Regions from separate parts of the Mus musculus genome. Here region 1 is linked to region 2. Evidence: chromatin contacts called from public capture Hi-C data. All regions are on one chromosome and are shown on one strand. Each heading gives the region's core, a stretch centred on a gene start, on an enhancer-like site or on the middle of the called end of the contact. The rest is flanking DNA. Distances are from core to core; before and after follow the strand shown. Region 1 holds the start of Cd300e (CD300E molecule). Region 2 holds the start of Cd300c (CD300C molecule).

Region 1 (3,547 bases), core at 268-2,767, 100 kb after region 2:
AATGAATGCCTAAAGATCTAGATTTTATCTTGTTTTTGTTTGTTTGTTGTTTTGAGCCAGGCTCTCATGTAGCCAAAGCTGGCTTGGAACTATTTAGCTATTTTGCTGAGAGCCCTTCAGCTTCCTATGATGACCTAGATCATGAAGGCGCTGAGGGGGCTGCTGGGAGATGCTCCAGGCTCCTCTCACTTCACTCAGAAGAAAGCTGTTTGGGGGCCATCAAGATGGCTCAGTGGGCGCTTGCTGCGCAAACCCGGTTGTCATAGTTAGGTCCCTAGACTCACCCTAAAGGTGGAAGAAGAGAGCTGACTCTACAAAACTGGCCTCTGACCTCACATCACCACCCACCACCACACATACCACACGCTTACATCATAAAAAGGAAAAAGAAAACTACGTGTGGACAGAGTCACTCAGCTGGCCTCTTCCTTTAAGCCCTAACCACCACTGAAGAAAAAAATGCAGGTAGACATGGGGTAGCTTTTATGTTCTATGAGGGTCCAGCAGCAACAGCAACAGCAACAGCAACAGCAACAGCAACAGCAACAACAACAACAACAAAAACATAAAAAGTCACCTGCAAAGAAATACCCTCGAATTTTCATCCTAAACAGTTCCTGGAAAGAAAATGTGTTCTCCCTTTTTTTTTTTTTTTTTTGAGACAGGGGTCTCATTATATAGACCAGGCTGGCCTCGAACTCACAGAGATCCACCTGCATCTATCTCCCAAGTACTGGGATTAAAGTCATGCACGACCATACTTGGCCGAAGTATCTTTTACAGATTTTTTTTTTGGCAAGATCTCACTATGTAGCTGAGGCAAGCCTACAACCTCCTGCCTCAGCCTCCTGCATGCTGTGGTTACAGGCACCCACTGTCACAACTGGCTACTCTTTATTCCTTACAAACACTTCTAACCTCTTTAAACTTCAGCAAAAACAAGGTCACTGCTGACTTCTGCACGCTCCACGGTCTTTAAGATCTCTATCTACACTTTAGCATAAATCATTGCTTTTCTGCTCCACTGGCTGGTCCATCCTTCAAGACTGACTTCTGTGAAGACTCGATGAAGCCTCCATCCCTCTGAGGGCAGAGCGAGGAGCCCCTGCTGTAGTTGATATCTACAGGATCGGTCTGTATTGTAACAAGACTTATCCTGTAGCATAATCATTTGACTCCCTCATTCAAATAGGATTCCCCTTGACTGGGGGAAGTTACTTTATAGTTACAACATTTAGAACAGTCCAGGGTTGCAGTTGGTGCTTAGTAATGGTTTGTAGGACCCATAGATGGATGCTGGACTACACTGATAGATAAAGAGATGGGTGAATGCATGTATGTTCCCCCTGCCCCTAGGCCCCACCCCCACTTCTGACATCTGGATTCTGGCTTGAACCCAGGACTCCGACTCTACCCCCCTCCCCCCTGCAAAATTAGGTTTACAGATCCACCTCCCTACTCACCTTGGAAGCAGAGAAGGAGCAGACCTGCACATAGCCTCATCCTCCTGCCTCACTGGGTGCTGTCTCCAGAAAACTCCAGGTCGCTGCTGGAATCCAGATGTGTGTAACAGAGCCCAGGCAACCACCTTCTTGTTCAAGTTCTCTCCATGTGTTTTTTCTTATCTGCTTCCTTTGCACTCTGAGCTACTTCCTACTTTAACAAAAAAAAAAGGAAGATGAGTGAGAATCGCTTCAGAGAATGAACGGAGCAGATCCATTGCACGGGCCTGCACTCAATAAAAGCACGTTTGTCACAGCCTGACGCTTCAGGAAAGCCAGTTGCTGTGTGCAATAGCTTCAGCCCTTGTTTCTCCAGCTCCCTTTCCTGTCTAGTACACCTGCCTGATCCCCACTGCTTCCCTCTGCTATGGCTACTGACTTTGGGATCATAAGTGCCCCCCATTCAAAGAGCAGAGATGAGGGGGTCCTCTTTGTCTTTCTCAACCATTGTTTCTGCCCAGTTGATCTCAGGACTCTGCCACGGCACTCCGGTGGAGTCAGCCTGTCAGGCAGGGATGCCTAAAAGCTGCTCATGAGGAAAAAAGAGTTTCAAGGAAGCTCTCCTCCTGGAGTCTGGCGTTCTCTCTAACCTCTCTAACCCATACATTGTGAGGAGCGGGTGTGGCGGCAGTCCCAAAGGCGCCAGGGACTGCAGCTAAGTCGTATGACTTGCACCTGACTTCCTCATATAAGCCACAAACATCTTGAGAGCTGCGCAGGTGTACCAGGATACTGGTGAATCCATTTTGATGGAGATATGCCCCTGCTGCCCTGATTAGCTGAAGCTGCGTGCCTGGTGAGGTGGCGTGGCCTGCTGTGCGTGGATGGGAACTGAGAGTATAAAAGAGTGAGAGACCCAGAGTTCAAGGGAGATATAAACAAGGGAGATATAAACAAGGGAGATATAAACAAGGGAGATATAAACAAGGGAGATATAAACAAGGGAGATATAAACAAAGGGAGATATAAACAAGAAGAAACGGGACTGAATAAACGTGTGCAGAAGGATCCTGTGGCAGCGTTGTTCTTCGTGGCCAGTTGGGTGCACGCAAGAATACATTAATATTCCATTCCCGCGTTAGTCTAGTGTATGGATCCACGTGCTCTCTGTTAGTATTACCCTATTATAAGTGCCTTTTAAGATTGAATTCTGACATAGCTAAACCCAGTGTTCCAACATCCCAGAAAGCAGCAAGGAAGTTTAACCTATTCAGTAACTAATTAAGCATTACAATAAGACAGAGCCAGTGGCTCAACTGGTCACAGAAAGAGCCTGGGAATCTCACTGAGATAGAAATCTTTAGTACAGGCTACATTCCATACCTATAGCAAGTTGATTTACTCTCCTGACAAATGGAGATTCTCCAGACAAGATAAGAATTAGCAAGGCCTAGGAATTTAGGGGTCCGTGACACTACATTATTCTTGAGGCCTGCCAAGAGTAAAAAACCCCTGGTGCTATTAACACTAAAGTGTGAAATTCTTGCCTGTCACCTAGGCAGGGCTGCTAATCTCTATTGTAAACATTTATTTGGTTCCTGCAATTCCTTTCGCAGTCATTCCCTTGTATCTGGTAAATTTCAATGTACCTTGCCTGATGTGACTTGCAACCCCTGGTATTCTCTGTAATATAAAAAAGTCTGATGCTCGACCTGACAATACATTCAGATCCAACACAATCTCTCCTGTGTGCATCTGTTTGTCTATTCATCCGACGCTTTGCCCACCTGCCCGAGAGACCCATTCCACGCAGACACAGGGACCCAGAGGGTCTGCTGCAAGACCCCTCTTGCAACCCAGTGTCCCAACATCCCTCCAGACTCAGCGATTAACTTCCTGTGGTCAAGCTCTACCCAGTAATCAACTGGTGTTGTTTTCCTTCAGAGTCAAGGTCACCATCCAAGGTGTAGATTCCAGGGTCATGGAACTCAAACCCGTTACTATCTATTTGCAACATTATCTGTGTATCCACTGTGTTGTGTACACACAAGCCAAGGTGCTTGTGGGGACATTGGAGGACAACTTGTAGGGATCAGGTCTCTCCT
Region 2 (3,316 bases), core at 724-3,223:
ACCTGGGATTAACAGAGAGGATGGGCCCTTTCCTTCAGCCCCTGTCACTACCTCAATCCTTAAACTGATGCACTGATTTGGTTTCTGTGAACAAGGGAGGCTCCATTAGAGGAGAATCAACTACAAACATGGAGAATATTGGAGAGCAAAGTAGCTGAAAGCCTGTCTTCCATCCTGCTTGACCCTCAGCCCTAAGAAGAGGAACCTTGGAGGGATTCTCTGAGTCTCTTCCAGCAGTTAATGGTTCCTTGGAGAAGGGACACAGGGGATCTTGGAGGGGGTAAGTGGGTTCCTCGGGGCACTGAGAAACCCCATAGACTGCCTAGGCTCCTCCTTGTGTCTCTGGTGGTCCCTCAGAAGTCCCAGAACCAGTGATGAAGCTGGTACCCAGAAGGGAAGTCGGGGTACCCAGGTCAGAGCCACCTTTGAGAGAGGGGAGCTGATGAGCTAGGGTATCATTCATCTATGGAGAATGGAGACAGGGCCAGAGACCTGGGAATGTGTACTTGAGTCTTAACAGGACAGGAAGTCACAAAGAGCCAGTGATGTGATTCAGAGCCTGTTTCTAGAAAGTTTCAGGCCTGAGCCTGTCCCATGGTGCACAGAGAATCCCCACCAGGGGCTGATGAGATGGCTCAGGGGGGAAAGGCCCTGCTTACCAAGCCTGATGACTTGAGTTTGACCCACAAGGTGGAAACAGAGAATTGACACTCAGAAGTTCTCTGTTCACTCACACACTCCAAGGGAAGTCCCCTAGAAACAAATACATGAACACACAAACAAATAAATAAAATAACACAGTCGTTTCTAAGGACACAGGTCCCCACTGTGCCTGTGTGCGCACACACATGTACTGGTGCACATATAGTATCACACGTACCACACATGCTCTCATGGAGGCGCGTGTGCACTCACACTCCCTGTCCTGAATCTCTCACTAGCCAAGCTCAGCATGCTGAGGTTCCTGGCTTCCTTCTTCCATGAGGGAATGGCAGGCCTGGACTCAGGCTGCCCTGGCAGGAAGGAGGCTTACCTGGGACCACGAACACCTCAACCTTGAAGGACTTATCGATCTGTAAGTAGGCATCATAAAAGAATCCTATATCCACCATACACATGTAGGTGCCTGCATCCTCCAGGGTGAGGTTCTCCAAGGTCACTGTGAAGGTGAGGTTGTCTGGATGGTCCCTGATGGACACTCGGCCATTCCTAGCTTCTTCTGAGGCACTGGTCTTGACAATATCTTTACACAGTACATTAGATTTCCATTTGCACCAGATTTTTTTTTTAGTTTTCAATTTCTTCTCATACTGACAGGACACACTGAGTGACTCCCCCACAGTGCCTGTGACAGTGCTGGGACCACGCACAGGGAAATGGCCTGGAAAACACAGACCTCAATTCTGCACCCTGACCGCTGGGGAGTAGGAAGTCTTCCCTTGCGTCAGGTCTTAGAAAACCCTCTGGTCTTGAGGAAACCATGAGAAAGGAGACAGGCTTTGTCAGATCAGGAGTCAGGACTGAGGTCATAGAGAGATTATAAAATAAATAGAGATTATGCGGTTATGGCACTGACTGTCACAGGTGACCCTCCCAGTTGTCCTGAATCTGCCTCAGGTGTGGTAGACATGACTGTATTGTGCACAGAAACCTGGCAGCCCCTGGGGAGCAGATGCTGATGGTCCTGGACCCCACCCAACCCCACCCTTCCTGCTTCTCTCTAGACCCCTCTGCCTGTGCTGACTTCTCTCTCTGTCCCTCTCTCCCACCTCCCATAGATTTCCCCTTTCAAGTAAACCCAATACACCTACCTCCATGCATATCTGAAACCAAGGAGAGTAGCACAGCTGAAGGCAGCCACAATCTTATTACTCTGGGATTCATTTCTTCAGCTCAGCTGTCTCCTGCACCCACACCAGGGCCAAGAGAGGAGAAGGACATGTCTCCTTCTAGACAGTAGAATGCCCTCTTGCCTAGTTCTCCTTTCTGTCTTCTGCTTCCTGGTCCCTGGCTCTCACTTCAGGCTCCAGATGAACAGGTGCAGGAAGGGCTCTGTTGATGTTCCAGGCCTCAGAGGCTTTGGTTCCTACCACACCCAACAAGTGGGGAAACCCACGGCTGGGGACTGAGGATGCCATCTGTCCCCTAGCCTTTACCCAAGGGCTTCCACCCTCCTGCCAGAGGCCTGGGGAGCATTTCTGTTTCTGGTCAGGTTGACCACCCTCTGTGACAAGCCCCTTCCTGAGTGGATTGGAAAGCTGCCATTCTGTTGCTCTAACTGTGTGATCACAGAGCAATCACCTCCTTCCAAATATCAGATTATAGGGCACTCTTAGTCCTTGGGGTGTCTAGGACCATTTCCGGGTTCACACTGCTGGTCAAGGTCATGCTGTGACCTGATCCCTTAATCAGAGTTTATCTGGGTGCTGTGTCCCCACAAAGAGTACAGACCTGTAGGTCACAGCTTTCACTTCTCTTGTCTTATTCTGTTTGGTTTGTTGTTTTTCTGTGGCAGAATCGCTATCCTAGGCTGGCGTCTATGTAGGTAAGGAGGACCTTGAACTGATCCTCCTACCTCCAGCTCCTGAGTCCAGCAGTTTAAGGTGTTTGTCACCACAGCCCATCCATGCTGTGCTCAGGATTGAACCCAGGGCTCTACGCATGCCAGACAAGCTCTCTGCCGACTAAGATGCATCCACAGCCCTGATTATTTGAGACAGTATCTCACACTGCAGCCCCACCTGGGCTCGAATGCAGTATTTAGCTGAAGCTAACCTTGAACTCAGAAATCTCCCATCCCTTGAGTGCCAGGCCTTGATGGGAGCCCCCATGCATGGCAGCTCTGCCTTCTTGAGTCTCCTGGCCCCATACCTAGACATGGGCATAATTTGAGGTAGGTGCTGTGTGGTAGAATGAAAGAATGACCTCAGATCTCTCCTTTCTGATGACTCAGTTTCCCAATGTTGGCCATCCACTTCCCTTTCATGTTGGGGAAGAAGGGAAAAGGGGGAGTCTGAGAGCCTGGTGAGCCACCTGGCCATAGAGGTACCTACACCCCTCTGATCTACAGCCATATCTGCAGGCTGTGGTGACATTTTGAGGGGACCTTTACACTTATGGTTTGCTGGGTTTGGACTCTCCTGGGTTCATTCCTGAGAACAATCCTTATTCCACTCACTTCCAATCCCCATTGACACAGAATGCAGATGTTCTCCCTACTAACACAGAATGCAGATGTTCTCTCACTGTATCATTTTCTTGCCTCTCACTGATTGACCATCAGGGTATCTGCCTGCATTTTTCTATGTCCACTGTT

The links. Capture Hi-C pulls out chosen DNA fragments and counts their contacts.
Region 1: a capture Hi-C map of macrophages shows a contact between it and region 2, with 3 times the contacts expected there. The contact joins the promoter of Cd300e here to the promoter of Cd300c in region 2. A contact is called at or near these places in 5 of 39 promoter capture datasets (the 3T3-L1 cell line, the C10 cell line, hematopoietic stem and progenitor cells and 2 more), 2 of 484 Hi-C or Micro-C datasets (bone marrow-derived macrophages and nephron progenitors), 2 of 115 datasets of contacts at active chromatin or transcription factors (the HPC-7 cell line and embryonic stem cells) and 6 of 9 other capture datasets (adipose tissue, bone marrow-derived macrophages, embryonic stem cells and 3 more).

What each region holds. Positions count from the first base shown.
Region 1 is chr11:115,060,522-115,064,068 of GRCm38.p6, forward strand. Cd300e (CD300E molecule) reads right to left here and starts at 1,518. Exons shown (of 4, transcript NM_172050.3): 1 at 1,464-1,518. The coding sequence starts at 1,503.
Region 2 is chr11:114,958,534-114,961,849 of GRCm38.p6, forward strand. Cd300c (CD300C molecule) reads right to left here and starts at 1,974. Exons shown (of 4, transcript NM_001368239.1): 1 at 1,812-1,974; 2 at 1,034-1,381. The coding sequence starts at 1,884.